4 separate regions of the Mus musculus genome follow, and regions 2, 3 and 4 are each linked to region 1. Evidence: chromatin contacts called from public Hi-C data. All regions are on one chromosome and are shown on one strand. The core of a region is the stretch at or near the end of the contact, and the rest is flanking DNA. Distances in the headings are between cores, read along the strand shown. Region 1 overlaps Gm40293 (a long non-coding RNA gene). Region 2 overlaps Clnk (cytokine-dependent hematopoietic cell linker). Region 3 holds the start of Hs3st1 (heparan sulfate (glucosamine) 3-O-sulfotransferase 1). Region 4 overlaps Hs3st1 (heparan sulfate (glucosamine) 3-O-sulfotransferase 1).

The links. A called contact is a pair of places that touch in the nucleus more often than the background predicts.
Region 2: a contact with region 1 is called in a Hi-C map of cerebellum, with 3 times the contacts expected there. The contact joins two enhancer-like sites. A contact is called at or near these places in 3 of 484 Hi-C or Micro-C datasets (cerebellar granule neurons and cerebellum).
Region 3: a contact with region 1 is called in a Hi-C map of cerebellar granule neurons, with 4 times the contacts expected there. The contact joins the promoter of Hs3st1 here to the enhancer-like site in region 1. A contact is called at or near these places in 1 of 39 promoter capture datasets (cancer-associated fibroblasts), 1 of 15 datasets of contacts at CTCF or cohesin (pro-B cells), 4 of 484 Hi-C or Micro-C datasets (brain, cerebellar granule neurons and cerebellum) and 7 of 115 datasets of contacts at active chromatin or transcription factors (the 230-238 cell line, bone marrow-derived dendritic cells, bone marrow-derived macrophages and 3 more).
Region 4: a contact with region 1 is called in a Hi-C map of cerebellum, with 2.2 times the contacts expected there. The contact joins two enhancer-like sites. A contact is called at or near these places in 1 of 15 datasets of contacts at CTCF or cohesin (pro-B cells), 4 of 484 Hi-C or Micro-C datasets (brain, cerebellar granule neurons and cerebellum) and 3 of 115 datasets of contacts at active chromatin or transcription factors (the 230-238 cell line and bone marrow-derived dendritic cells).

The regions. Positions count from the first base shown.
Region 1 is chr5:39,270,032-39,277,903 of GRCm38.p6, forward strand. The region is part of intron 1 of Gm40293 (a long non-coding RNA gene); the gene reads right to left. Among named protein-coding and RNA genes, the nearest start is that of Gm40293, 33 kb to the right of the region's middle. Within about 2 kb of position 3,875, at least 2 of the 459 cell types and tissues checked have an H3K27ac peak or open chromatin away from gene starts, as enhancers often do. A contact at or near this core is called in cerebellar granule neurons and cerebellum, where this site is marked.
Region 2 is chr5:38,784,257-38,792,128 of GRCm38.p6, forward strand. It overlaps Clnk (cytokine-dependent hematopoietic cell linker), which reads right to left. Exons shown (of 19, transcript NM_013748.3): 4 at 264-292. Among named protein-coding and RNA genes, the nearest start is that of Gm22779, 88 kb to the left of the region's middle. Within about 2 kb of position 4,110, at least 27 of the 459 cell types and tissues checked have an H3K27ac peak or open chromatin away from gene starts, as enhancers often do. A contact at or near this core is called in cerebellum, where this site is marked.
Region 3 is chr5:39,640,338-39,648,209 of GRCm38.p6, forward strand. Hs3st1 (heparan sulfate (glucosamine) 3-O-sulfotransferase 1) reads right to left here and starts at 4,294. Exons shown (of 2, transcript NM_010474.2): 1 at 4,080-4,294.
Region 4 is chr5:39,620,784-39,628,655 of GRCm38.p6, forward strand. All of the region lies in intron 1 of Hs3st1 (heparan sulfate (glucosamine) 3-O-sulfotransferase 1), which reads right to left. Among named protein-coding and RNA genes, the nearest start is that of Hs3st1, 20 kb to the right of the region's middle. Within about 2 kb of position 4,563, at least 56 of the 459 cell types and tissues checked have an H3K27ac peak or open chromatin away from gene starts, as enhancers often do. A contact at or near this core is called in cerebellar granule neurons and cerebellum, where this site is marked.

The DNA of each region.
Region 1 (7,872 bases), core at 2,625-5,124:
GATTATGGAAACACAAACTAAACAGAGACAGTGAGACTAACAAAAGTTATAGACCAAATGGATTTAAGAGGTATCTATAGAATATTTCATCCTAAATCAAAAGAATATAACTTCTTATCAGCACCTCATTGTACCTTCTTAAAAACTGACCATATAATTGGTCACAAATCAGACCTCAACAGATACAAGAATATGGAAATAATCCCATGCCTCCTATCAGATCACTGTGGATTAAGACTGGTCTTCAAGAGGCCCCTTGGTCTTGCAAACTTTATATGCCGCAGTACAGGGGAACTCCAGGGCCAAGAAGTGGGAGTAAATGGGTAGGGGAGCAGGACTGGTGGGTGAGGGTATAGGGGACTTTGGGGATAGCATTTGAAATGTAAACGAAGAAAGTATCTAATAAAAAAGAAAAGAAGGACTGGTCTTCAATAGCAAAAGAAAGAAAAGAAGAAAGAAGAAAGAAAGAAAGAAAGAAAGAGAGAGAGAGAGAGAGAGAGAGAGAGAGAGAGGAAGGAAGGAAGGAAGGAAGGAAGAAAGAAAGGAAGAAAGAGAGAGAGAGAGAAAGGAAGGAAGGAAGAGAGAAAGAAAGAAAGAAAGAAAGAAAGAAAGAAAGAAAGAAAGAGAGAAAAAGAAAGGAAGGAAGGAAGGAAGGAAGAAAGGAAGAAAGAAAGGAAGAAAGAAAGAAAGAAAGAAAGAAAGAGAGAGAGGAAGGAAGGAAGGAAGAAAGAAAGAAAGGAAGAAAGAGAGAGAAAGAGAGAGAAAGGAAGGAAGGAAGGAAGAAAAAAGGAAGAAAGAAAGAAAGAAAGAAAGAAAGAGAGAGAGAGAAAGGAAGGAAGGAAGAAAGAAAGAAAGGTAAAAAAAACAACAACAACAACAGGAAGCCCACATAAACATGGAAGCTGAACAATGCTCTACTCAATGATAATTTGGTCAAGGAAGAAATAAAGAAATTAAAGACTTTTTAGAATTGAGTGAAAATGAAGGTACAACATACCCCAACTTTTGGGATACAATGAAAGCAGTGTTAAGAGAAAAACTCATAGCTCTGAGTGCCTCTAAAAAGAAATTTGAGAGAGCATACACTAGCAGCTTAACATCATACCTGAAAGCTCTAGAACAAAAAGAAGCAAATATACCCAAGAGGAGTAGATGGCAGGAAGTAATCAATCTCAGGGCTGAAGTCAAGCAAATAGAAACGAAAAGAACTATACAAAGAATCAACCAAACCAGGAGCTGGTTCTTTGAGAAAATCAAGAAGATTGATGAACCTTTAGCCAGATTAACCAGAGGGTACAGGGACAGTATACTTCATGGCCTCTTCATTAGCTTCTGCTTCCTGACCTGCTTGAGTTGCAGTCCTGACTTCCGTTTTTGTGATGTGAAAATGTAAGCTAAATAAATCCTTTCCTCCCCAACTTGCTTCTTGGTTGTGATGTTCATGCAGAAATAGACACCCTGACTAAGACAATAAGATAATCATCTGGGCCCCTTCACATACTTCACATAGGCCTAGAGACAATAAATTCTGCAGACTTTTAACAATAGTTATTGAAGCCATGAACCAACATTAGTCCTTACTACCATTTAGAAGAATTTTTGCTATGTGTGTGTGTGTGTGTGTGTGTGTGTGTGTGTGTGTGTGTGTGTGTTGTCTGCATATTTTATCTAGACCACATATATCTGGTGCCCACAGAGGCCAGAAGAGGGTATCAGATCCCCTGGAACTGAAATTATGGATTGAAATTATGGATGGTCATAAGTCACAATGTGGGCTCCAGGAATCTAACTCAGGTCCTTGAAAGAGTAACAAACACTATAAGCCACTGGCTAATCTATTGTGACCTATATCACCTTCCTACTTATAATTGTTTCTATCAGATGTTTATGACAGAGACAACACATCTAATATACCAAGTCATGTAATATGATTGGACAATAGCACTTCTTCAGCATATCCTAGAGACTGGAATGTGGAGTGAGAAAGCCAAATAAGGAAACCCCCCAGTAAGATACAGACTAAGAGTTAGAGAAGGATTAAAATTTTCTTTGGAGAGCAGAATTGGACACAGGTTAACTTTCTCATATTATAATCAGGCTTTACAGTATAAATTCTAAGCAAGTTAATAAATTGCTTAAGAACAGAAAATAGGAGACACTAGAGTAGATGATCTGTGGTATTTTTTAAGAAATTGATTTTATATATATGTGCAGATCTATTTTATGCATATACATCATATGCATATAGACACACACACACACACACACACACACACACACACACACACACACACACACACAAGTACCATATGCATGTTGATTCCAGAAGAAGCCAGCAGAGGACATTAGATCCCCTGGAATTGGAATTATAGATGGTTGCAAAAAGCCATTTGGATACTGAGAATTGAATATGGGTTTTCCGGCAGAGCAGTAAGTGTTCTTAACCACTGAGCCTCCTTTCCAGTCCATGAGGAATTCTGAAACTTTCCTTGGTTAATAGAACTCTTCTGTGTTAATGCCTACCCAATAGGGTAGCACTGTTGCTTCAAAGTCACCCTCCCTAGAGAACACTTTCTGAATCCGTTCAGTGTTTGCTTTCTTCCTTATGTGATTTGTGAACTCAAGCACACGGCGAGGAAGCTGCAATAATCCTTGAGCTTATTTATTTTCAATTAGAATCTCATTCCATCCTCTTGGTAGTCATTTCCATAGTCTTTCCCCCCTTTTCCTTTTCTGTTTTAAAATGAACACCAGTTCATGAAAAGCAGAGGCACTAACTGCAGTTTTGAGCCTTAGTCAATCAGATTCTCCAAGGTACAATTTCTGGTCCTCTTACCATGGGCTTCACTCTGGGAATTCAGAAATGGAATTGGGTTACCAGTCAGTTATGTTCAGTGCCTGTGGATGCACTGTAAGAGGACAGCAGGAATAATCTTGCCACATCCTTGCATGGATTAGGGATTTGGACAAGACTGGGATGGCAAGAAAGCAATAATAATAATAATAATAATAATAATAATAATAATAATAATAATAATAATAAACAATAATAGACAGAGGCAGGCACACAAAATAACTGGGGTCGGGTAGACAGGGTTCTCTGTGAAAAAAACTGTAGTACCTTGGGAGCTCATCATGTATATTATGTACAGTTGAACAATGAAGCTTAATAAGGAGGCAGGGCTATGATTAATAGCTGGATCAAGGAGATGGGTCTAGCTAAACTCAGCATGAGTAGCTTCTGTAGGGTAGAAGTTTCTAGGCCATAGAAGGAGGGATAAGCTATGGTGGGTTTTTTTTTTTTTTTTGCACACACTATCAGCATCTACACATGGACTAGACAAAGACCATGCCATTTTCTTTTGAGCTTTACCTTAGGGTTGGGAACGGGGAGTTTGCCATTCCTCACTGGATCTGAGGCTCCTGTGCTCTTTATGTTATTATAGCCAGCAAGTTCTCACAATGAAGTGATGGCATGGCTCAGGAGAAGCTTGAAAGCTATATGTTACCATAGCCTCAAATGTAGCCAGCCAAGGCTAGGATGGCACAGCTCAGGAATATGGCTGGGCTTGGCAACTTACTGAGCTCTCTCCTAACAGCATACTCTTATTTCACTGTCTACTCTAAGGACAATACATAATAGTATGTTCTCTCAAGAGACCTTTAATATAGTACTGGCCATTACGGTGTGTTGACATGTGGCTTGCTCAGAGTGAATGGATATCAAAATGCAGTTTCCTGTCTCTGGGATTTGTCAGTCAGCCATACTCAACACTTTGCCCAAAGCAATCACAGCCATTACCTCTGTGATCAGGTTAGTGCCCTGGCTCAAATCCCTGCCATTGACCTCATTGTTGTTTTGCCCAATGCCATCTGTTTTCCACTTCCTCCTGAATTTTTTCCAGGATGAATCTTCTCGTGTCTAATGCTTTCCTCTAACCAGCACTCCCAGCTGTCTTTCAAATGTGTGTCTCTCCCTCCTCTGTGCTATCTCATTCTGCCACCTCTTTGTGTTTCCAAACTTAGCATGCTCATTTTTCAAGTGGTATGGGAAGTCTTCAGCAACAGCCCAGGCTTCTCTGCTCTTGAGGTATGAACTAATAATCTTAAATGTTACTAATGAGTAAGGTGGCTCAGCAGGTATAGATGCTTGGTCCCCAGCCAGAGGACCAGATTTCGAGCTTCCCAATTTACAAGCGCAAGAAGAGAACTAATCCATGAAAATAATGTCCCCTGAATTCCATATACACACCATAGAAAATATACCCATACCACCACATCCCATACACACACACACACACAGAGAGAGAGAGAGAGAGAGAGAGAGAGAGAGAGAGAGAGAGAGAGAGAGAGAGAGAGAGAAAGAGAGAGAGAGAGAGAGGGAGGGAGAGAGAGAGACAGAGACAGAGAGAGACAGAGACAGAGAGACAGAGACTGAGACAGAGGCAGAGAGAGAGACAGAGAAAAACAGAGACAGAGTAACACACACACACAGACACAGGGAGTCAGTTACAAATAAACTTAAAGCTTTTTGGAAAAAAAAAGAAATTAAAGTTACCATGAACTAGAGACTGCAGACCTAGCTCAGTTTGTAGTGTTTGGCTAGCATGCATAAAGCCCTAGGCTTAATCCCCATCATAGCAAAGAGCAGGCAGAAGAGTGCATTTTTGTAATCATAGCACTTGAGAAGAAAAAGCAGGAGGATCAGAAATCCAAGATTTTTGTCAGCCATATCTGTGAATTTCAGATCAGAACGGGTAATATGAAATCTTATCTAAAAAAGGAAAACAAAACAAAACAAAACAAAACACCACCACCATCGCCATGATATCCACTAGGCTATAGACATAAATGCACAGATAATAAACATAGGTAGAAGTATGTATTATATTTATGGATAAGCATGAGCACATGATGTAATTGACTATCATGAGGATGCTGCAGCAGCTCTGAGGGATTCCTCTTGCTTTTCTGCTGTAAGGAATTAAGCCCAGTCAAGACTTTGAGTGACTGAGGCTCTGGCACATTTCAGACTGAGTCCTCGCAAGAGGCTCTCACCCACATTCCTGCAGCTCTGCAGACTGCACTTTTTACCCTCAGCAACTTCAGTGAATATTTTTTGAATGGCAATGTATACAGATCAATCAATCAATCAATCAATCAATCAATCAATCAATGACATAAATACCTAGTACATAGAGATGAATGCATGCCAAGCATTCTGCTAATAGCTTTCCCTGCCTAATAATCTATCCATTCTCTGTCTACTTCAGGGAAGTATTTCAGAATCTATATGTCCATTTTCCAGGTGTGAATACCAGAATTTAAAGCTGTTAAGCACTTTACATGGAAAGTCAAAATTCAAAGTGTTCCCATGGATTAGGGTGTCAGACTGATCTCTGTGAACGTCACACAGAGGCCTAGGATCATAGAATGTTTTCTCCTAATGATCCATAGTTTTCTCTACATTTTATTCTAGTGCAATTTGAATGTTTTGAAGGCAAAATTTTCTTGTAGCTAATCTATCTTATTTGGTGTTTGAGTTTGCAAAGAATTGGACTTGCTTTGTTGAGACTTGTGTGTGTATGTGTGTGTACATGTACTTGTGTGTACATAAATGAATTTGCATATGTGCTCACATGAATATGTGCGAATGGATGTGTATGGGCACATGTGCTAGCATGTGAATCACCATGCATGTGTATGTGCATGAGTGTGCTTCCTGGCATAATTAAAAGCATAGCTGTAAGACAACTTGGGAGAGTGTCATGTACTATGATGAGGCTTCCAAATGTTTCACAAAAGGATTCTAATTCCTTCCCTCCAAGTAAGTGGCAATAGAATATGTAAGTCCACAGACATATGGAGACAATTTCAGCTTCTTGCCAAGAGAGGCTGGAAGATTAGCTCCCATCAAGCCAACTGAGTCAATAATCAATTCTTGCCTTAAGCTTCATTCTTTCTCAGTCAGGGAACATTCAAAGGATCTGGATATGGCTAGGGTATTTAGAAGATGTTTTAAGGCTGAACACATGGAGAAGAGATGGGAATGATTCTAGGAGTGAGGACAAGGTGGCAGATTTTCTAAGGTCACTGTTAGCCAAGGAAGGTTTCATTATTGTAACTTCATTACTGTCACATCTCTGTGAACAACAGCAAACACCTTGCAGAACCATCTCCCGCAGGAAGGGAAACTGGGATATAAGGACCACTGACTATTTTCTTCATTGGTGATGGATGCCTGTGAAGCTGTATCCATTACAAATCTCTGTTGTACAGTACGATGACTAAGGTGGCTTACTACTACTCATGTCTAAAGCACGGAGTGGAAATACAGATAATACAGAAATAAATGAATATCTCTACTGTAGCTGAGGCTGCAGGAATAGGAACTACCAGAAACCTTGGCTCTAGCAGATGCCCATGGCCCTTTAAGGCTGGAGCTCGGGGCAGCTGGTAGAGCTTGCCAGAGGCAGCAACAGATAATGAAAGGGATAGAGGTGAACTGAGTGTGCTCATGTGCTGTTTATTATCCAAAATCAGCTAACCTCATGAGTCACTGTTTCTTCAGTGAGAAATTTGTTTTTAATTTATTAAATTTTATTTTATTTTATTTTATTTTTTATTAGATATTTTCTTCATTGACATTTCAAATGCTATCCCCAAAGCCCTCTATACCCTCCCCCAGCCCTTCTCCCCATCCGACCCACTCCCGCCTCCTGGCCCTGGCATTCTCCCTGTTTTAAATGGGCAAAGAGAAACCTAAAGTTCATTTAGGTAACTAACTAACTAACTAACTAACTAACTAACTAATATCATGTGTTCATGAACTTTCTATGTTAGAAAAAAAGTATGTGGCCTGTCCCTATCACTTGAGGTTTCTGTCGGAAGATAATACAGAAATAAATGAATATCTCTATTTCTGTCTATGTATGATATATAGAAATAAGTGAAAACATGTAGAGTTCTTCACTGTCTCACCCAGATAGCACCCAGCTAGTGCCTGTCACCAAAGGCAATAAACATCCAATATAACATAATAAATATAATATAATAAATAAAATGAAATTCTTTCTATTCCCGAGGAAGGCTTTGAAAAAGCCACAATAGAATATTCAGTGTATCTCAAAGCTCTCCAGAAGCCCCTGTAGGGAACATCACTACAAATATACTCACTACTATCTGACGTCTCTAGCAGTTTATACCAAACAGCATCTGTTGTTCTTAAACTATCACACACACACACACACACACACACACACACACACACACACACGCATATATATATATATATGGTGAAGAGAAGTAAATATCAAACAAGTCGTTGAGGTAAGAGGAAGAACAGGTTGTGATATGAGATAGATGTTTTTATACACAGTTTCTGGCATAACTGAGAAATACACACTCAGGTGGTCAAAAGTCTGAAGTAAATATGTGTGCTGGATTGGTTAGTGCCATTTAACACACACTAGGGTTTTATGGACAAAAGAAATTCAATTGAGAAAATGCCTTTATAATATTGGGATGTAGATATGTCTGTGGGATATTTTCTTGATTGATGATTGATATGGGATGGTCCATCTCACTGTGGGAAGATAGTCCTGGGTCATATAAGAATGGCAGACCAAGCAACTCTGAAGGGGAAAAAAAACCTAAAAAACAAAAACTAAACAATTTCAACAACAACAACAACCACCACCTCAACAACAAACCCAAACAGCAATAACACTCTTTTGTGTCTGCTGCTTCAATTCCTGCCTTCAGGTCCTGCCAGAGTTCCTACCCTGGTTTATCCTCATTATCTACTTAAGCTATATAATGAGATAAATGCATAACCCCAAATAAACTTGTTCAGGGGTTTATCAGAGCAAC
Region 2 (7,872 bases), core at 2,860-5,359, 490 kb before region 1:
TCAATGTCCAAGTACCAGTCACCTTAGTGAAGGACATCCCCCAGCTGTCTGAGTCTTCTCCATAGAGGCCCAGACATTAGAGCTGGGCAGAGAGAGAGAGAGAGAGAGAGAAAGAGAGAGAGAGAGAGAGAGAGAGAGAGAGAGACAGCCACCGCTCCTTCACATGTACATCAAAGAAAGAAAGTCAGAAAAGAATAGATAGGAAAGCCCAATGGGCTAGACTGTCATCGCATCACTTAGAGAACACAGGACGCAAAACTCACCTTTGGCACTGCTGAGGCTTGGCCATGACCTAGGGTAGGAAAGAGAACAAACATGAGCATTGGCTACCGAATCCATCATGGGCTCCAAAAGAATGAACACTCGAAAGATGCATGCCATGGTTGATTCTGTGCAGCCTGGGCAAGTGTGTTCATATGTGTGCAGGTGCACAGGCACGAGTGTCCATGTGTAAACAGTTGTACTTGTGTATGGATGTGTACCCTTGTGTGAGCATGTATGTGGAGGCCAAAGGACACCTCAGCTTGTCCCTCGGTTGGCTTTGACATTTGGAGACAGGATCTGTCGTTGGGGTGGAGCTCACCAGGTAGGCCGGGCTGTGGCCAATGAGCCCCAGGGACCATCTCATTCCTATTTCCCCAGTGCTGGAGTATAGTCACCTAGTCACCTACTCCTGCTTCCTGCTTGTTAAAAACTATTTATGTATGTATGTATGTATGTATGTATGTATGTATGTATGTATGTGGGTTAGAACTCAGGTTTCTGCAAGGTAAGCACTTTATCCTCTGAGCAATCACCCACCCAGCCCCCGGTCTGTGTAATACAAGCATGAAGCAAGCTCTTCATGTTTATATAACTGTAGGCTTGAGGTAACATTTTATTAGAGATGGTATAGAAAATAGAAGACATATGTAAGAAAAAAATCATTAAAAAAAAAAGAAGAAAAAAATCAATACCGTGTTCCTATGTGTATGTGTCTGTAATGAGGATACAAGCATACTTTTATAATCAAAACAATGTATTAATGTATATGCATGAATAATGTGTGTGTGTGTGTGTGTGTGTGTGTGTGTGTGTGTAGTTGCCACGGCACATATGTAGGGATCAGAGGACAACTCTCTGGACTTGGTTATCTACTTCCACTCTACCATGACAAGGTACCTCATTTCTCTGCTTCCTGCTCTAGGATGACCTGTCCTAAGAGCTGCCAGGCAATGCCCCTGCCTCCACTTCTCATCTCCCCTTAGTAGGGCTGCAATTACAGATGCCAGTCACAGCACTAGGCTTTTTGGGTGGGTTTCGGGCATGGAACTCAGGTGGTCAGGATAGCATCAGTGCTCTATGCACACATTAAGACACATAGGTGTTTAGATGTCTTCATGTGAGTGTGACACTCTATTCATTACGCAGTGTTATTGAAAAACACATTTGTTGGCCACTGTGGCCCTTTTGGAGAGGATTTAGGCTCTTGCTAATTATTGAGCATTGTAAACAAGATTGCAAAACCCGTCCTTTCTTGCATTGCAGTCTCATCTCTGCACATCTCGGCGGGCAGACAGTTATCCAGTCCAAAGAAAACACCAGAGTGGGGCATTCTCAGTCCCTGGTTGCACATTCCTCAGATGCTTTCTGGATGGCTTTGTATTGATTCATATTAACTTATGTTTTTACCCATTGAACATGAAGTGGCTGCCCGCTGTGTCTCACCACCACGATCCGTGTTCCAACCCCACTTTACCTATTTGACACTTGATCCTCATTGCTCCAATTTTGTTTCTGAGATGGCTACCACGTTTGAATAATTACACGCCTCTCCTCTTTGGTAAGTCACTTGGGCACATCTTTGTTCATTTTCTGATGCTAAGTTCTTGGCGTAGCCACAAACGTCACCCTTGGACAGCGTTCCCTTGGGTGTAACTTTTCCCTAGATTTGGCTTCTGGCCGGGAAAAACCCCAGGGCAATGGAAAGCTCCAAGGACTGCTGCTTCCGTGAGCTGACTTGTTTGCGCCTTTAATAACCGCTGGCCCTCTCTGCACACCTTTCCTCCGAGGCGCTCTAAGTGCGTCACAGCTGCAATTAATTGAGCATCGCAACACACATTGCGTGTAAATATTTATGAGGCCTATCTGTGGCTGGGATGTTGGGCACACAATAGTTAAGCAATGAAGCATTAGTAACCAGGAAACGGGAGCTTAGGAGTCCAGATGCTGCCTGTTCGGATACTGCCCCTTTCCTAACTTCATCTTCCAAATGACCTTGGGGAGCCGATGCCCTCCCAAACAAGCAACAGGGCACAGGGATGCACAAATAGCCCAATCCAGGCAGTCGCCGAGAGGCAAGGAAATTGCTTTAAGCTCTGCTGCTACTCCAGCCTGGCTGTCTCCCTACCCAAGCCTGTGGGATGTGCTGAGTCTCACGGGGGAGCCACGATGCATCTGCAGCCCAGAGCCCTGTGGTTAGCAGTTGGTGCCCTTTCAAGTACGCTGAGCTTCAGCAGAAACGAACAGTAAATTACCTAGTGGGACGAAAACTCTGTATGTGGAGCCTGCTAACACACTCCTGTCCACCCTAGATACATGACCTCTCCCCGCACCCCCACCGGAGATCATGGCGTCCAGATATGTAACTTATGACATGTGCAATATAGAAGGAGTTTCTACGACCGTGGCCAGTGAGTTCATTAGGAATGGAGCAAATATCCAAGGGACTGACTCCAGGCTGGGATTCTAAAGTGGGCCAGATGTAGGTAAGAACTTCTGTGCCAAAGGCAAAGTCTTCTGCAGGAACCAGGGAGGACTCTCAACACCCACTGCCTTCTGCCTTTGGCCTCCCCAGGATCTTAGAATGGAATGCTAGGCAGGAGAGTTGAGACCTGAGCCACGGTAGTGTTCTTTCTCTCCCTGGACTCTGGGATGAGGCCTTTTGGTACACAAGTGAACAAAAGATGACAAAAAAACATTGCTCATCTGTCTACCTGTCTGCCTGTCTGCCTGGGCACTGAGCAATCTTTTCAGCACAGGTTAGCACACTTACACTTATCTTCTCAATTTCTCTTTTCCCTCGAATGCATTTTTTTTAAGTTTAGATTTATGGATTGATCATTTAATAGATTTTTTTTGAGACAAGTTCTCTCTATGGTCCAGTTGGCCTTGCTTTGAACTCCCCATCTCCTGTTTCAGCCCCCCAAGTGCTGGGACTACAGATAGGTAACAGCCCAGTCCCCACTTTTCCTTTTGACTTCCAGAAAGCCATAGGTGTTACTACGCAGGTGCTGTGAAGAGCCTAGTGCTATCCAGCACTGCTGTTCTGATGACAGAGAAAGGAAGGGTGGCTGCCCGGGGGCAGGAGGAGGGTGGAGCATTTAAGGGTACAGTGTTTTGGTTTTTACAAGAAAATAGGTCTTAGGGGTAAGGTTTAGTAGCTGCAGCATGTGCATAATTAACAGAGCTGTGTGCACAGCTCGAATGTTTGAGAGCTGATCTCATGTTATGGGTTTTTATGTCATACCAAGTAATAGTTACACACAGAGATGGGAGAACATGTTTGGAGGCAGTAGATACCGGTTTCTGCCATAGGTTTTAAGCCAATGAGATCTCTTCCACTCAGCAGATGTAACTAAAACTTAACCCGCCTAGAGTGGCACAACAAACTACTGCCAGAGTCAGGTTTCCACCCCGAGTTTCATGTTATTCCCAAGCCTAGAGCAGCGACACAGCTTGCAGAAGGGCTGTGCATCTGGAAGCATCCTCCCCATTGCCAAGGCTGTCTGAAAGTGGCTGATCTGCTTCACTCTGGGTGGGGCTCCACAAGATAGTCGGGTATTCATATGTCATGTCCTCGGGGGATTCTGCACCCTAGTGGCTCTCTGTGCGTCAATGCAAGCATGTGAATTAGCAGAGGAAGTCTCAGCAAAACAGGGAAGGGGGCCGTTATTCCAGCTGAGCCTGATGCTATGATCCAGAGAGCTGGAAAAATGGGTTGGGGGTGGGGAGGCTGGCACTGTTGCCGGAGATAGAAGAAGAAGGAGGCTGGGCATTGTGGGTCTGTCTGGATGGAGTGTGGACATCATCCTGACACTAGCAGCTGCCGAGCTCTCTGGAAAGGCTCCCGTGTTAATGCTCTTTGCAGCCTGACAGCCGACGGTGACGAATGAAAGACGCTGCTAGCTGACTTTGTGGGGATTTGATATGCTCTGCCTGGGCTCCAGCGAGGGCAGCATGTTAGCAAGCTGCCCCTTGCCAGGGAATCACAAGATGTATTCTGGCTTCCTTTTGTCAACAGCATCAACAACATAACCATGTGCAAATGGACCACAGCTGGAAAGAGCACAAGACTGGCAGCATCCTCTGCCCTCATTCTCCAGCTATAGACTCCCCTTCACATCTGGGCCTGAAGGAAGCAGGTTTTTCCTTCCTCTGCACTTCCTGCGTGTGTGGCAGGTGTCATCACGGTGGCAGGCAACTTTGAAAACTATAGGATGATCAAGATTTGATCCTCACACGTCTGTGGTTTTCTGATATGAAAGCTTATTACAAATCAATTTTAAATCTGGAATTATTTTTAATTTTTAATTCTTTTAAATAATTGAATGCATTTAATGAGCTTTAATTTTTAAAGAATACTAAAACAAACACTCCCCTCCCCCACTTCTCCTGCAGCCTGGCGCACTGGATGTGAGGATACAGTGTACTCCTATCCATGGGAACACGGGTGTGCTCTCTGGGTCCCGTAGAGATGGGGCTGAGCCATGTCTCCAGGGTTGAACTCCTGGAGTAGAGACTAATAACTCATTGCTCCCTGGAATTTGGTAGCAAACCCTGAGGGAAGTGATTCATGTGATCTTACATCACCAGCCTTTTTTCATCACCCAAGCTTCCAAGCGCTACTGGTTCTAAGTCTACATCTTATTTAACCTCTCTTCGCAAAATTGGAAGGTTACTCTGGAATAAGATTCTGTAGCTTTTGAAAGACAGCTGATGTGGTTAGAAAGTACTAAACTCATTTTAAATATAAAGAGAAGTGAAAGAGAACACAATTTCTGAGTTCAGTCCTCCCCCCCTCCCCTTAATTTGAATGTCTGCATTGGGACGCACACAGACTGTCCTGAGGAACAGTGTCTTTGTCTCCACCCTCGGACTCTCATAGAACACTTGTGCCAGATGGTGAATTAGAGATGTTAGCAACTCCTTCAATTTGCAGGTGGGTGACGAGACGATTGATTCCCTCTGGAGCCAAAGGTGCTCCACACCCAGACTGGTGAACCCTGTTTAGAGGAGGAAGTTCTCACTGGAGAACTACGGGCCTAAGGTTTGGATACACACGGAATAGTCAGAGGGTGGAGAACCTGGAGGACTCAGCGGGCTGGTGTGACTGGAGGTGTACAGTGGAAAGTTTGGCGTGGCAAAGATGTGCAAAACTGTGTCTCAGTAAGGTAATCTAGGAACACACAGAGTGGTTGGAAATGGGCCAGCTGGGATGTCCAATGGTCTTGGGGGATGGGGGAAGAGCATAACGGTGGGTGCAAGTGCCTTTCTTATTTCTCAAGGGACCACAAAAATCTCCTGTATTTCCTGGATGTACACACCACCCTTGTTTGACTGAATTCAACCATACAACTGGAACAGAGCCCATCTTGAATTCTCAGACTAACTATAGTGGTCCCTAAGAGGAGATGGGCACCTCGTCTGGGGCCTAGAGCTTGGTCTGTAAGTACAGGCATATTGGTGAATGAGCAGGACTGAGTAAATGGGTGAGAGGATGCAAGCCATGCTCACATGCTCATGGGTACGAGGCATCCCATGAAGATGTAGGCTTGGAAATGCTTTGCAGCCACGTCCTATCACAACGAGGCTAATAGACTATCCAAACATAGTAGTAGTCTTCTACACCAATTCCCTCGGAGTGGGGAAGGTCTACATTTTCACAATAGTGGAGACTGGGGAGGGTCCCATGGTCCTTGGAAACTAGTGAAATTTAGTCAAGGTGAAATCGTATCAGCTTTCTATTTGATAAGTGAACAAATGGCCCTGCTGTTTTTTCAAACTTCCATGGTGAGTTTCTAGAATCTTCCTCTTTTGGACATACCAACTATACACATCTGTGGCTATTCTGATACACATATACTCTACACTATTGAAGTCCAGAATGCTTTTATTTGATTAATTCCTGTGAACACTGTTTGGGGAAAATGGCTTGAGAAGTCCTCACATATGGTACCACCCATATCTCCCTGAGCTTTCCCTTACCCCAGTAACCATCTGGATCACCTGTCTTCCAGCTCGTGTGCAACTTCTTGCTCTAGTGATATATCTCCGCAAAGTTAGAAAGCTACATGCGATTATTTACATGCTACTTATATTGATGAACTTCTGAGGACAGACAGCATGTTCTTGAGTGCTACGGTCCTCTTCACATTAGCAGAGAATGCTTCTGACAAAGACTCAAAACTGACGATGGAGCTGGTCACCTGGATGGGTGCTACCGCAGGCAAGTCAGACAGCAGGATGGCTTGTCACACCCATTTTAGCTGGGACACTGCCTCAGTTGTCTGAAGAATTGGAAATCCTCTTCACCTCTTTTTGATCTTCTCTGCTTGGTCTCTGCCTCGCATTCCCAATCCCCTCTTTCCTTGTACCCAGGTTAGAGTTCTCTCTGCCATCCACTCAAATGTATCCAGTATACACTTGACACTGAAAATGGCTCTGGGCACAGTGATGTGTCCAATAACCGGGGTTTTCAGCACTACAACGCTGTCATGACTTGACTTTCACCTTACATTTCCTTGGTCCCTTTCATCGGATGCTTATCCTGGCACCTACTACTAAGAGCTTGTTGTGTGGCTAAGACAAAAGGTGACAGACAACCCAGTGGATGCTTGCATCCTCAGAGAGTGTGTTGGGTCACTTGGAAGCTTACCCTATTTTCTGTACCATGGAGTGGATACAGTAAATGACCCTCACCAGTGCTGTGAAGTCCCAGAGCGGCTGTGTTTGGCAAGGCAAAACCTGAGTCTGGAAGAGCAGCCAGGCAACAGTGCTAGCCAACTCCCGTTCTTACATGTCTCAGGGGCATAGCAGTAGGTGTCCTTGACTACTAAGGCTGAGGACTGCCCTTTCAGGGTATTGAGATGTCACAGCCATCTGCCACTTGTTCCCTGGAGAACAGGTTTGGAGCAGGAAAGGGAAATTGCTTTGTGGAAAGCAAAGACAGAGATCAGAGTGTTGGGTCTGCTACTGACTGGAGTCTGGATTTGGCTAGACCTTCAGTTGACCAAAAGATCCTATTTCCTTGGGTCCCTACAGAGCCAGCTTCTCTTCTGCCATGTACAGGACTTATTGCCTTTCTGTTTTTGCATCCCCAACCCTCCCACCCCAGCACAGATCAAGCATCTTCTTGGCCAGAGCTGTGTTTTGTTCATTCCTTAAGAAGGCCCACGTAAGAGTCAGAAATGATTGTAGTAGGAGAGCCACTGACGTCCTTCATGATATCCTCTTCCTTTCATCCATTTGATGCTGTTCAGCCATAATGAAAGCACAGGGATGAGACCAGAAGCCTCTCACTTGGGCTCTAAGGCTCGAGCAGTAAAACTGAGGTTCTTGAACCTGAGTGTGCATCCGAGTCACAGGAGGGCTGATGTAAACACAGGGGACTGTCCCTCAATGCTTGCACTTCTCACAGGATCTCAGAGTCTGAGAAAGTACCTTTCTGAGTTCCAGTGCATGCTAAGATTGCTGGTGCCAGGCCCAGCTTCTAGAGACATCATTGCAGGAGACATCACCCTTATCATAGATATGATGTGATAACCAGTCCTGTGATACCCATATTCCTCTTTGATGGGGTTTTGCAACAGGAGTAGATTAGCGATGCTTAGG
Region 3 (7,872 bases), core at 3,044-5,543, 370 kb after region 1:
CAAGACAGTGGAGATTCTATATAGAAAAAAATGATATTTGGTTGCTGGGTACCTTCCAGACACTTAGTGGGACTTTGAGTGGTGATGGAGGGAGAGCCCCCCCCCCCCCAAAACAGTACTGAAGTCTGTAATGAGAACACATAGATCTGAATTTCAATCTGGAATCCTCTGTACCTTCAGAAAACTGACAACGTTTCCTAATCTGCAGATTCGCAATTGTTAAAATAGAAATTATACCATCTGCTCTTTTGAATAGCTGTGAAGATTCCGTTCAATCATTCATTCACTTTTCCAAACCCATCTTGGAAAATGCATTAAGTGTTTGATACTGAACTAGGCTCTAGGGACAAATTCTGAAAAAAGAGAAAAATGAAAGATAGAAAGGCAAACACTTTGTGCAGATGACCAACTTAGACAAGAGAGACCACAAAACTGGTTATGCTTCACTCTCCCCCAGCTGAGTCACTGTCTTCTAACTTTTCTCTGTTTTTGATTAAGCAATATTGTCCTTCCCTACAAATATATCTACTTAAGACATATGTACACACTAAACTTAAAAGTAAAACTACAGCAAAACACTTTAAAAGACAAGGGATGTAGGTCCATTAGTAGAGTACTTGCCTAGCACACTGGTTTGAACCACAGCACTAAAATAACTGGATGCTATAGTTTATGTCTATAATCCCAGCACTTGAAATTAGGAGCGGGAGAGCCAGATGATGTCCAAGGTCATCTTTAGCTACAGAGCAACTTGGAGGTCAGCCCAGGATATATGACCCTGTCTGAAAACAGACAAAGATGAAAAAACAACTCTAAAAGTTAACGCTGATCCTGGAAATTGTAATTCTTAGAAACAGTGAGGCTCAGAGATGACGTAACTCATGGAGAGTGCACATAAGATGAAACTTATTTAAATCTGCCCTCATTTTAGGTTTAGTGGCTGTGATGAACTCCGATGCAGGCACACCCCAATTACAATTAACATGAACATTAAGTAGATATAAAATATAAAAGCCAGAAAGGCAAATTAAATAATCAAAATTTCACAAGTGTTTTGTAGTCAGCAAAATGTCTTTTAGGTGTATTTTATCATTTCCTCTTAATCATTCTCCAGTCACTAATCTACAGGAAAGACTAGGAGACGAAGAGAGAGGAAACAGTGGGCCTAAGGTCATGGGGACAGAGGCTGGCCTCATCACAGCCTTCAGTCTCTTGCTTTCTTGTTTAAGAAAGGGAGTCTAGATAGAAAGCAGATGGTTCCATGGCTAAGTTGGGGACTGGAGAACTGCAGTGTTCATATTTTCTAACCTCAGATGAAAAGTGCTGTCTGTCCTTCTGTAACACCTTGGAAGACAGTTCACTTGTCACAGAGCAGCCAAAAAAGTGCTACACTCCTCAGCTCAGGCTCTGGAACTGGTGTCTAGATACTCATGGCAGACATAGGTTATAACCCATTCAGGCATCCCATGCTTGACTATCTTTGCCTCCTTACCCAGGAGAGAACGGGACTCAGTCCTGTCAGTGGCTGTGTGACACCCAGAGTGCAGGTTGGGTCTCAAAGAGGCTGAGCAGCACATACCAACCAGCTCATCCCTCCCCCTCCTCCCCCAGCCACTCCCCTTCTCCCACCTGCTTTGGAATCACCACTGAATTTTAACTTAAGACAGGAAAAGCTCCTGTGAATCTTCCCCCTTCCGAGAATCCCTGGGATTTTTCAAGGCTGAGAATTTCTTCTTTTGAGGATGAAAACACAAGTCCCAGCTATATAGACGAGTTTGTGTAAGGCAAAGCTCACTCTGCTTATCAAGGTGTAGGAAGGCTATAATCTGCTGGAGAGATAAAGGTTATGCCCCACCACCACCCCACCACCCCCACCCCACACTAGCAGCAAGGGCCCTCCACATGTCCAAAATCCCCTTTGTAAGATCAAGGCACCACTTTCTCACCAGATCACCTGTCCAAAACTTTCCGTCTTAAGACATGGTATATTGCGTGCACAGCAGCTTAGGAGAGGATGTGAAGCCCAGAATCATAGCTCAGTCCTGCTCACTAAGACATCTCTGGCTGCTGGCTAATTAACTGCAGAGACTTAAGAGTGCTTAGTCAGGAAGTTGTCCATCCCTGTCGAACAAGACTTAGATGGGTAACTGATGCCAAAGGGGCTCTTTTAAAAGTTCACCTTCTCATACATGGCCGTGGAGGTGTGTGTGTGTGTGTGTGTGTGTGTGTGTGTGTGTGTGTGTAACCTTACGTAATACAACAGTCCATATCAATGTTATTTTCCCAATTCAGTGAATGTAAAAATCTAACCATGTTGAAAATAAGGAAGGGCAGTCCAATGCATTGTACCTTAAGCATTCATTTGGAACTTTAGAAGGTCGGAATAATTCTAACTGTACTCACTTTTGCTGGGAAAGTAGAAAGCAAGACTAATTCCTGGTGTCAAAAGGAATTAGTACTTCAGAAATGTGGGGGTTGGGGGTGCAGAGTTGAGCTATCTCAATCTCCTTTTGTGAAAAAAAATAAAGTTAAATATAGAATTCCTGGAATAAACTCCTGGGTGGAAGCTGGTAATTGAATTTCAACAAATACAGTGAGCTTTGGGAGCAAAGCTGAGACCACAGTACCTTGTGTCCCCCACCCCCACCCCCAAAGCAGCTGGTCAAATACCCAGGGCTGGGGCACCTGGGGACTGCGCTGGAGATCTGCTCCCACCCGGATTGGGGAAATGGCTGGGAGGTGGGGCAGCCTGGGTGCTGGTGGTACTTTCCTGAGAATGCTGAGCTCAGACTGAAGCAAGGGCGAACTCTCTCCTCTCCCTTATTCACGGTCTCCTCTACTCACCCCAGCTCCTGGCTAACAAGAGACCTCCTCTGGGAAAGCAGCTTCAAGACTGTGGATGCAGAGTTGGCTCCTTGGGATCCCCCCAAAAGCATCTTAGCATAGTTAAGTATAAAAATAGCCCCGGGATAACGCGGAGGGAAGAGGAGGAGTAAGTCTCTCGCGCAAGGCAAAGCAAGAATACCACAGCTTCTGCGTTGTGTTGTGGGGGTTGGCGAGGAAGGGTGCTACTCCTGATCCAGAGGAGAACCCCGTGTGTGCAAGGAAAATAAAGTGCCTCCTTTAGCTTAGATTGTGCCATAAAGAGTCGGAGGCACCCACAAATAATTGCTAAGTCTGGCACAGCCCACCAATCCCTGGTAGGCATCTGGCTCCAGCACTGGCTTCTCCATCCTACTACTGGTTTGAGCCCCAGGTTCGGAGAGCTGGCTTTCCAGTTCCAGGAATGGCAGGGTCCAGAGGAAAGCAGCGGAGTCCACTGCTCTAAAAAAGCGGGTGTGTATGGCACACCTGAAGAGGTCAGGCTCCGAGCGAGCTGTGCACTTTCTAAATACAAGCTTCCCAGGTTCGTGTACGGACATCCATTATCCACTACCCTCCCCCATCCGCCTCCTCTATCGGTGGTACTCGAAATAGAAGCCGAGGTGGGAAAAAAGTAAAAAAGTAACACGAAAAAAAAAAAAAAAAATAACAGCCGTATGTAACTGGCTGTCTTAATACCTAAGGTCCTGCCTGTCACCTTCTTCTTCGAGTACCCCGGGAGATGCTCAGTCTCCCCATTATTGCTACCAAATGCAAAGGCAAACTAGACCAAGGCTTCCACACCCGAGATGCCCCATTCCAGAGGGACTCCTGTTAGCTGTCCCCTGGCCCAATTCTCCGCCCTAGGTGGTACCCGGGCTCAGCCAGCGCTCCACTCTAGCTGCAGTTGCCCAAGGTCCTAGAGAGAAGCTGTGGCGCCGAGCAACGGGCAGCGACGACCCTCTCGAGTCATCTAGGGACATAAATCCAGTCTTTTAAGAGTCAGAAAGTCTGGTACCTTATAGTCCATCTCGCGAATTCTAGAGGTGAGGTTTCGGAGCAGGAGACAGGAGAATCAGATAACCCCGAGTCTTGCCTCCAGTGGAGTGTGTTCTACCTGCTTTAGCCTTATCTCACCTTGGGCTTTGCACTTGAGTTAGTCGGAATACCAGAAGAAGGTGCCTAGGCAGCCCTCACCCCTCACGCTCCGCGCTCACCTGAGTCGCGTACCCGTCCAGCCGGTCCGGCGCCCTCAATCCTCTCTCCGGCCGGGCCATGGGCAGCACCGCCGCCAAGTACCTGCGCCCTTTGGAGCAAATTCACACTCACCCCGGGACGGGCGAGCGGTGAAGGGACACAGGCACTCACCGAGAGAGACCCGGCGGTGACCGCAGCTCCGGGCTGCAGCGCACTGAGGACCTTGCAGGCAGGCGTTTTGGTGCCGGTTCTACGGATGGGAGGAGCAGGAGGAGGAGCAGGAGCCGGAGGAGGGGACAGTGGAGGCCGGAGCTCGGGGAGAGCGCGGAGGGCAGAAGAGGATCTCGAGCGCCCACTGCTGCCTTGTTGGCTCTGGTACTGCCCCGAGTCCCGCCTCCCAGCGAGTCCCTGAGCGCCGACTTCCAGCAAGCCAGTTAAGCACCCGATTTCTGCGCTTTTGGGTCCCGAAGGAGCCGGCTCCGCTCACCCAGTACCTCGGCTCCTCGGATTTTAGTCTAAAGGGAGAGACCAGCGCAGTCTAGAGGGTGGGGCGTGTGGCTTGGGTGACTTTATCCACCTTGCAAACCCTGGACTCCTGGTCGGCTCCCTGACCCCTCTGGGTCCGAACCTTGGGCCCATATGACCGTTATCCTTTTCATAAATTCTGCGTGGTCCCCAAGACCTTCGCAGTACCCACGTGTGTTCCCACCCAGCGTTCCTTACCAGCAGGTGACTCGCTTTAGGCGCCTGTGCTCGGTGCACAGACCGGGAGGTCTCTGGAGCCGGTAGCTCCATCTTGCGCTGCAGCAGGGACAGGAGCCACTTGAAGAGGTGGCTTCAGAGTGTGCTTTGTCGCCACGGAAAAACCCTCTCTCCAAAACCCTCTCTCCTTCGGTTTCACCTCAAAAGGACCGACTTAAGGCGAGCCCGAAGAATTCAGCTTTCCTTTAGCAAAAGTAACTAGGTTGGCAAATTTCACCTCTGAAACTAATCAAGTTTTTCCTGCGTTCCAAAGCTGAGAGGTTTTGTGAGAGAGCCAACCTGCATAGTGTGACTCAGTTTAAGATTTGGAGGGCGAAGGAGCTGGAATCTCCTTGGAGACACTGGATTGCTTCAGCCCAGAGCAAGTCGCCTTCCAAAGCAGGTTACCAGAAGAAAAGAGGAGCAGGCAAGAGAGAGAGAGTGTGTGTGTGTGTGTGTGTGTGTGTGTGTGTGTGTGTGTGTGAAAGGAATAAGAAAGAAGTAACCAAATTCAAATCAAAAGAACTTCTTTTAGCTACTTTAATATCTTCCATATCTTAAAACTCAGAATATAAATATTTACCATCTATATTTCTAGAATCAACATTTTCCTATCTAAGGGGGAAAATTCCTTTGGGAAATTGACCTCGTAGCTGGTGCAAAGATTAGCGTCAGTCCTCTTAGAAGGCAAACGGATGCCCAGTTTATTGTGGCTTATAAAGCAGGCAACATCTTGGAGAGCTTAGCCAAGTTTTCCTTTTCAATGATAACTTATTAGAAAATTTAATGATTCTGGCTACTTATTCTTTGAATAAATGTAAAGTTGATATGCCCATTTCAGGTTAAAAAGGAAAAAAAAAAGTGCATTCACAAAAGCCACTTTAAATCTGCATTTGGAAAAGTCAATTTAAAGTTTACTTTAGATTTAGATACATACTTTTTCTCTCATTCTATGAAGTTGGGTAAAATCCCACAAATATCTATTGTGATTAAATGGAGAGTTCAGATTAAAAGGGCTGCCAACTCTCAGTTATGGTCACTTTAAGCTTCTTCCAGATGCCAAGCACAGTGGAGATGAGGAATCCTTCAACACAGGGTGGGAGGGGTGTTGGTGTCCTAAGTTGGTTGAGGTTATTTTTCCTTCATGAAGGGTCAAATGTGTTTCAATGCCCAATACATGGTATGAAGTACACAAGCCATCCCTGAGACACAAAAGGAGATTTGCAAGAATTCTTCTATTCATACCTTGGAAGTCAGAGGCCAGTTAACCAACTTTCTTTATTTCCTGCCACAAAAAACTCAAAAGAAATGAAAACCCCAGCCCCAGTTCAGAGTCTCTGTTACTCACCTTTGGCAGAACCTACTCCATGCACATTCAGCAAGTGATAGGAATTGGAGCACTGACCTTACAGTTGCGCATCCACACCAATATTATCAAATATTTATTGATCAATAGTCAATGTTCTTAGATTTAGGTAAATAAAAATACCAATGAGCTTTCTGGCTGTCTTTTTGTTTGTTTGTTTGTTTTTGTTTTGGTTTGGATGTATATGTCTGCTTAGACATTGATCTCTCTCCTAGATGTCTTCTGGGACTCCCTTCTGCTCACTCCTAGATACCTGGTCTGCTGTATTGGCCCTAATACTGTATTAAACAGAGCTGTTTTTGCATCTGTCTTCGCCAGTACATTGGAAGAGCCTTGGGTTTGAGTAACCATACAATTGTCCTTTTGTAGGTTCTCTGACAGTATAACTTAAGGACCCACCCCCCCTGAAAACTAACAAACATAAAACCCAAATAACATCAACAAAACTCACAACAAACAAACAAACAAACAAACAAACAAAAACAAAAACAAAATCTGTAGGGGCTATTGAGAAGGTTTGTCAGTGAAGTGCCAGCATTGCTCCAACAGAGGACCAAAGTTTTCCTAGAAGAGAAGGCTCACATTGCCTGTCAGTTCAGCTCTGGTGCATCTAATACCCTCTTCTATACTGGCAGGTACTTGTCTCACATATATGGGTAGATGTGATTTTGTGTGTGTGTGTGTGTGTGTGTGTGTGTGTGTGTGTGAGAGAGAGAGAGAGAGAGAGAGAGAGAGAGAGAGAGAGAGAGAGTTCACACACCTACACCTAAAATAAAATAGTTTTAATAAGTTTACACATTTGATATTTTAAGGGTGGTTTGATTTGGTTCAGGGTGAGAATTGAGGCTCATAAGAGACATGCTAGCAACCAACCAGAAAACAACTGTCACTCAGTTCTATGACCCAAGCCAGTGTCATCAACTCGAAAATGAGTGCATTACAGCTGTCTTCTGCATCACTAGTATGTAAGCTATTAGAGCCATTGCTGGATACTTGATATGAGAGATAAATGAAACATTAAGATATCACTGCTGCCAGCAGAAACTCTTGCATCACGGAGCAGTAAGCCTTATATGCACAAGCCACCTTTACGGATTCATTCATTCCGGCTAGACTGTAGACTCTGTTCACAGAAGATCAAAGCTGAAGGCGTGCAACAAAAGCTGGGTGACCTATGGCTTTGGTCAATAACCTGCAACAACAACATGTAAGGTAGAGCCAAGACATGAGTCAGGAGTTGGGTAAAATCAATTATATACCCTGTTTCTGCCCTGTATCTGCTCAGTGTGTGTGTGTGTGTGTGTGTGTGTGTGTGTGTGTGTGTGTGTGTGTGTGTGTGTGTTGTATTATAAATATGAACTATAGTATATGTGGAAGTCAAAGGTTGATTGGAGTGGATGTCTTCTATGTCTTGCCACCTTATTTTTTGAGACAAGATCTCTCACTAAAGCTGGAAATTATTGTTTTCCTAGACTGACCAGAGTCTACCCTCCTACAATACACAAAATATCTGCCTTTCTTTACCTATTCCAGATTGGAGTCACAGATGCACTGGGGATCCAAGCTTAGGAAGCAGGCACTTTACTTCTCAAGTCATCTTCTCAGAAAACATCTTCTGCTTTCACACTAACATTATTAGAAACACACGCACACACACACACACACACACACACACACACACACACACACACGCACATACACACAAC
Region 4 (7,872 bases), core at 3,313-5,812, 350 kb after region 1:
TAGCATTGCTCGGAGAAAGCGGTGCTCAAAGGAATCAAAGGTTTGTCAGGAAAGAGTGAGCAGAACTCACACCCAAGTGGAGTCTGAGCAAGTAGACCCAGAACCTGGCCGTGTCTCTCACTTCTTCCCAGTGTCTGGGGTTGATGTGGCTGCTGGAAATCAACCCCGAGTGCTCAGAAAGATCAGGAAGGAAATACTCTTAATCACTGAGCCATATCTCTTGCCTCCTTGGTTCGATTCTTAACCAAAACGCGCATGCGTGAGTGCGTGCGTGCGTGCGTGCGTGCGTGCGTGCGTGCGTGCGTGCGTGCGTGCGTGTGTGCGTGTGTGTGTGTGTGTGTGTGTGTGTTTATCAGGCCTTTTGGGTTGAAGTCCTGTTTTGTAGCCAAACCCCAAATGGAGGAGGACTATAAAGACTCAGACTGGCTAGCCTGACAAAATTAAACCTCATATTTTATGGATAGATTATTAAGTCCAAGAGGGAAGCCATTCTCCTCTCTGCTCCTTTAATCAAAAAGACTGTTCTTAGATGTGCTGCGGTGACAAACTAAGAACTGGAAGAACTGTATCCTTCCCCTCCCCCCTCCACATCCCTGTGTCCACCTCATGACAGTACTGAATACTCAGTATGGAAAACCAAGTGTCCTCAGGCTCTCCCAGAGGGTGGCCTCCATTGTTCTTTGAATTTAGACCAAATATCTCAGGCTGGGGACATCCTTATTGTGGGACCTGAATGTCTCTTGGGCTTCACCTTCTTTCTTTGCCAAGCTCTGACCACACGAGCTTCTCCATGCCTCATAATTCACCAAGTTCATCTCAGCTTGTAGATCCTTGTTTCCAGAATGCTATATGCCAGGCTTTCTGAAGCTGTCTCTTTCTTGCTATTCAGATTTTCTTTCACCTCTGAACTTTCTCTCAATGGTCTTTACATTATCCAGTTCTAGAGGCCCCATCCATTGTACCAAATCACATCTGTCCTCCACCTCTCCACCCAGGCCTGCACACCACTGAGTCTCTTGGCAGTGACTAGTTTTCCCTCTGATGCTCACTCCAGAGAATGGCATTATTCCTGGCTCACTGTAGGGGGCAAAGACTATTTCCTCTATGAACTTGTCAAATGCAGGGGCCAGTAAGGCCAGTGGCTATAAGTTATAGGGAACAGACTTTAATTTAGTAAAAGGTGAAACATAACAGCCTATTCATTGGAAAGACTGCCAAATTGCCATGCCTCTCCTATTCCTAGAGAGTCAAGAAGAAGCCAGATGTTGAAGTGGGGGTTGGGGGGCAAACTTCATATTGCTCAGTGATTGGACAAGCTCACCCAGGAGTCCTGAAAACATCTTAATTAAAAAGGAGGGGTAGCTATGAAATAACCCTTCAAAAATATTTTAATTTTCTCCTTAATTCTTTTTATTACATAATTCCCATTATGACTCAGACTCAAAATGTGATTAACTCTAATATACCCTTGTAGTCTCACCAGTAGAACATATTCACTATCAGAGGACACATGCAAAATAGTTCATGAGACAGTGACATCCATGCTAATCTGTCTTCAAGATACCTTTACAGTCCTGCCACCTACCATGAGCACACAGCTAGCTCAAGCATGCTTCTCCTTTAGGGTAAAAGGCTCGGAGATCTAACAGAAGAGGTGGAAAGTAAGGGGTTATTTGCTGAGCAGTCACTGTGCAGAGGACAGCAAGCACAAGAGCGAAGGTCTTCTCTAGAACCTTCAACATCACCACCAGCAAGAATGGTTGTTTTCTTTTTATTTTGTACTTTTAAGCACTGACAGGGCGTTAGAGAATAGTGACGATGCAAGGAAGCTCTGGTAATTGGAAAGATCCAAATGGGAACTCTTATAGGAAGTAATCCCAGGTAAGCATAGTGCCTCTTAGGTATTCAGTGTATCAGGCCCCTGTTCTCCAGGAAGTTATATGGAACCACAGGGGTGTGTGTGTGTGTGTGTGTGTGTGTGTGTGTGTGTGTGTAGGGGTAGATGTTATGGCAGGAGAGAGACCTGGAGATTAACATTAAGATTAACATGTGAAAGAAACCAGTTGGCAGGGAAGGGCTGGAAACACTTCCTGACTGGTGGCAGATACTATAAGCAGAACACATCCAAGAGAAGTCTGACACTCACATACACATATGACAGAGGCAGGTACAACACAGAAGGACTGATGAAAGGCCATGATCCTTCTGTCCCATGCTCAATTCTTTATTCTTAGGCGCAGGACCTGGAAAACTTCAGGGAGAATGTCCTAAGCCTCAGGGCCATTCCTATACAAACTCTACACAATGGACCTAAGCCTACCGCATATGTGGGAAGTCAGTATTAGGTCATCTTTGCTAAGTATGCAACACTGTGAATCTCTTGCACACAGTAGGTTCTCCACAAACATCAATGTCCTGATGTTCTTGCCCCTGACCGTTATGAAAGTAAGTTATTAAGGTTAACTAGCCACCTCAAGGTCACAGAATCAGGAATCATCAAAACTTTTCTTCAGGGTCCTTGTCCAAGGCTCTTGCTTTGCCTTTGCCCATCTTGGAAGGGAAGCTTCACTGTGGACAGTACAAGTATATTCTGGGCAGAGGCATAAACTCCTGAAAAAGCCAGAGAAGGTGGCAGAAGGCACCGGCTCTAATAAACTGCTGTGCAAAAAAATGCTTCTTTCAAGTCTCCCATGGTGATGAGTGATTTAATTTTCTGGAATGTACTGAAACCTGAGTACAGACAGTTTGAACAACACCAGTCAGGACTGTCATTATACACACACACACACACACACACACACACACACACACACACACACAACTAAACTGAGCAATTGAAAGCATCAGGTTATTTGTTCATCCTGAAAAGTCAAAAACATCTTCCCTTTCATCTTTGCACAATGACTTAAGAGTCTGTTGCCACGGTGTCAAATTTCCATCCCTGGCAGGGCCTCTTGGAAGGCAAGGCCTAGGAAACAGATTCAGTCTACGCCTGTCAGTCTGTGAAAGGACATGGGTATTTCGAGACCTCCATAAATATTTATTTTCTTGAAATTGCCTCTACATGACACTCCTCAGCCAACGCTGACATTCAGTTTTGTTTGGAGTTATGATAATTGCTGAGAGGTAGGATGAAGTGGGAAAGGGTTCGGGGTAGGAAGGACTGAAGGACAGCTCACATAACGTCAATACGTGTTCTTGGAGCACATTTGCTGTCTGAGCTAAACAAGTCAAAATGGGCCCAAGTTCGCTTCGAAATGATTCACACTCTTGGAATGCCGCGGCTCCTCCAAGCTTTCTGAGTTCCCTGGAGTCCTCCATAATGTGGGAAGGCTCCAAATCCACAAAAGGTTACCTGGATAATGAACATTACCGGATAGGATCTAGGTGAGGGTGGGGCTGGGGAGACATAGCTTGGCAAGGACTGGAAGGTATCCTGCTGCCCCTGCAGAATCAGAGCATCCTATCTCCTGCCATAAGGGAAGGTGGAGGTCAAGCAACATCCCAGCATCCACCCCTTCAGGCACATCCCAGCATCCACCCCTTCAGGCACAAGATTAGAATGCAAGGACCCTGAGGAGGTGTTAGAAGGAAGTGACTCCAGCTTTTTCTCCAGCCCTCCAGGCTGTTCGTCACACACTATCTGAAGTACTGCAGCCGTCCAAGTGGGAGAGGACATGCCAACTTTACAAGGTCTAGTTAAAGAGGAAAATGGTACTCTAAAAGTTTGGGGAGAGGTGTGAAGTTTTGTGCCCATAAGTTCTCAGGGACACCGAGGGGTCCGTGGAAGAGGCCTGGAATCTCAGTGCCCACTACGATTCTCAGTGCGGTGGCCTGAGGAGGGGCTGTCCTTTGTTTCCCTGTTTGTTTTTCGCTGGGGTGGACTTAGCTGGATTTTAAACCCAGGATTAACAGCAATCCTGGTACACAACAAAGCGAGAGAGATCAGTCTGGCCACAGAGGTGGAGTCATTCCAGGAAGATGATAGATAACAAGAAGTTGGAAATAGCGAGACGATTTCCAGCCAAACCTTAGGTTCCTCCCTCAGCTCTGGAATTTAAAACCCGCAGGAAAGCTCTGAAACTCTCAAGAGCACTGACCCTATATATATATATATATATATATATATATTGTAAGGATTAAATAAAATAGTATGTATGGGCTGTTTAGGACACTGTTCATATGGCATGCCTTCAAATCATGGTATCTAATTTTATCCCTAAAAAATGCTTCGTGGTATAAATAGGATCTAGAGGATGATAATTAGTCAAATGCATTTGTTCGTGAGCCAAACTGCTGCAGTGATTCAACCAGACAGAAGCTCAAGGAAGAAAGGACAGTGGCACACAGACAGGATTAGGCTCTCTGTTTGAGGACAGCACAGAACAGGGTCTTGCTAAGACACCGGCCAGCCCCCCACCCCCAACAGAAGTAGAACAGCAGATGCTACTTGCTGCAGCTCCGGAGAAGGGAGGGGGGCAGCGTTCCTTCTCCTTGTGCTTCATGTTGGGCACAGAAGGCAGCAATGACCTAAATAAATCCTTCATTAGACACAGAAACACAGCGGCAGAGGCAGCACACGGCAGAGCCCTGTGACAGGAGAGCGAACAGGGCCTTTCATATTACCACGTAGCTGAGGGGAAATGGAGCCTGCCAGCACATTGGAGGCTGGAGCTGGATGCTGCAGCAAGGGTGCTCCAGCTGTGCCTCAACCTCTGGCAGGCACTTTCTTAGCTGCAGGAAAGTTCGTGGGCAGGGCAGAGGGTCAGCCCTCACGCTGCATGTGGCCAACACTCATGGGTTCTGTATATTTTCCCAGAAATACCAAGATACACGTGGTATGATAGCCACAAAATCCATGTACCAACATCCTTACCTGTCATGGTACCTACTCACTGAAGGAGAAACTGAGACAGACAAAAAGCGAAAGCTCCAAAGTTGTGCACCAAGATGCTACACAGAGTAGGGTAGCATGATGCCTTAAACCAATGCCTGCAAACTCAAACCCCTATGAACACAGATGCCTATTAACACAAGTCCCTTTGGATCTGTGTTGGGCAAGGGAGACTAGAACAGTTTACATGTGCAAGGAAATATGTGTAATGCAAAGCAAATTCTTTGTCTACTTAGACAAAGCTCAGGAAAGGATTTGTCTTATTTCTTAGGCCAGCTTTAAAGGAATGTCTTGACAGTATTTATACTTTGATATCCAATATGATTGTAGTTGAAGGTCAGCATCTTTGAGAAGCAATTTGGTTTAGGTGAGGTCATGAAGTCAGGGTCCTAATCTGAAAGGACAGGCATCCTTCTAAAGGAAAGGCAATGAGGAGAGTTCTTTATGTGTCCAACATGTGTGAAGACAAGGAAGAAGGAAGCTGTACCCAGACCAGGAACCAAACCATATAAAGTACTGAGTCCTCAACACTTAATCTTGAGATCTCAACCTCCAGGAGAGTGAGCAATGAGTTAGCGCCTGTCTCGAGTATCTGCTAGAGCAGTATCACTAGCTCATAGCCCTCAGGGAAGCAGCAGAACTAAGCTCTTTGCTGGTAGCACTTCCACTCCATAAGCACAGGACTGTCTGCTGGATTCAGGCAGATGACATCACACAAGTCAGTTGACTGTTAGGGGCTGTAGCAAGCAAGCTGTGCACATAGTCCGTCTAAAGAGGTAGCTGCTGTCAACTCAGGCAGATGTCCTCCAAGTCCAGGGACTGGAATGATACTCAAGGTTTTCCAGATCCAACTATGAACATTTAAGTGAGAGATATTGGGTTTTATTAATTAGTACATGGCTATTCGTTGCCAGATAAGAACAAGGGAAGAAAAAAATGAGATGGAGAGTAAATCAAACCTGTAAGCTCAGATACCTAAGATATGCACTTTGCCTATAGGTGAGCACTTACACAGTGGCTTCTGTAAGGTTTCTGAACTGGATAGAATTCTAGAGATATGTAAGCAATCCACGCATTGTCTTTAAAGAGTTCCCACTCAAGTAGAAGACACCCATAAAGGAGCTAGTAACAGAATTTCTGAGTGAACATGAAGAGAGCCAGCAACTAAGAGGCTCCAATGGGAGAAAACTGCGAAGAAGCAGGGCGTGCCTAGAGGGAGACCACAGGTCAGGTGATGCCTGGCCACAATCATGGGGGAGACGTAGGGCTTGCTCTGCGTAACCCTCAACAGGACATTCATTCTAGGTTGTTTGTAGCAGAAAACAGGGGTAGGTATGTGTGGATCACATGCTGTTAGTGAGAGTTGGAGGAGATGAAGTTTCAGGAGCTTGGGTGCTCCACGGTGTCCCCAGTGTTGAGTGTCAGCAGTGTTCTGAGTTTGAATTCCTGCAAGGCCACTTCATCAAATAGATTCCCACTTGGGGAAAGCTACTGAAAATTCTTGGAAACTTCTACTCATAGATTTAGTATACACGGGTGCTTGATTTTATCACAGACATATAAAAACAAGTATTTTGGCCAGGCATGGCGATACATCCTAAATCCTAACGCTTAGGAAGCAAAGGCAGAAGGGCTGAGCTGCGTAGTGAGGTCCTGTCTCAAAACCACACAATAAAGCGAAAGCAGCTTTTCGTGGACATGCTTCATCCCTGACAGTGGAGTTGTCCTGACATAGCCCTGTAAATCGAAGACACATTTAACATGTACAGCCTATGGAACATCCCCGCTGAGCGGCTAGGTGCACCAGTGTGTTGGTAGTTTCCCTGGTGACCTCACCTGACTTGGAGGTGCAGCAAGGGCCTCACCCCAAGAGAGAACGATGCCAAGCATTTTTGGATCAGGCGCTACTCCAAATTTAAAATTAAAGTCCAATTTTTGCTGAATGCACATTGCTTCCTCGCCTTAGTAAGACTGAAAAGTCCTATGTTAACAGCACAATTTATCTGTACTGCCAAGCACCGTGAATAAACCAGATAAAGAACTACACCAATACACAACTCAACCACAGGCTGGAGACATTGTTCTGTGCATGATATACTTGGCATGCAAGTGGACCTGAGTGGACTGCATACTAGTGTTCCAACAGTGAGATAGGAAGAAGAGATAGGAGACTTCCCAGAAGCAGAGGTCAGCTGACCAGATATGTAAAACAACAAACCCCCCAAAACAGAGTTATCCTGTCTCAAACAAGGTGGAAGGGGAGCTTGTGCACCTTGGGTGGCACCCTGACCTCAACATTCATGTGTACACGCACACACACACAGAGAATCATATACATACATAGCATAGTCATAAATGTACACACAAAGAGATGTCATATGCATACACAGCATAGTCATAGATTCACAGAGAGACATCATATGCATACATACCATATAGATGTACACATAGAGAAAGAAAGAGACATAGACAGACAGACAGACAGACACAAAGAGAGAGGGAGACGGGAAGAGAGAGAGAGGGGGAGGGAGGGAGACAGAGAGAGAGAGAGATTTTAAGGCACATCCATGCCCATGAGAAACTGAGGAACAAAGCTGGAGTGAAAATAATTATTGTAAGGCCTGGCACCACAGCAGGCACCGATATCAGAGTGACCACATCTTTTTCTGAATATATCTATGATGCTTAATGGAACAACATTCTCTTTGCCCTCTGCTGCCACATACACATATCCATAAACACACACAAACCATGGGGAATTATACTTAAAAACAAAAACCAAACAAACCAAAACAACATTTAAATGCTATTTAAGGTCAACATGCCTTTGTTATGATTATCAGCCTGTGCCACAAAACGAATTAGTGCCTCAATCTTCTCTGATTTGAACTTCAATTTTTCCATAATGATTCTATGACAAATAAGGGACACCTGTTTTGTTATCTTGCTCATCTAAAAGCTATGTCATCTATCCAGAT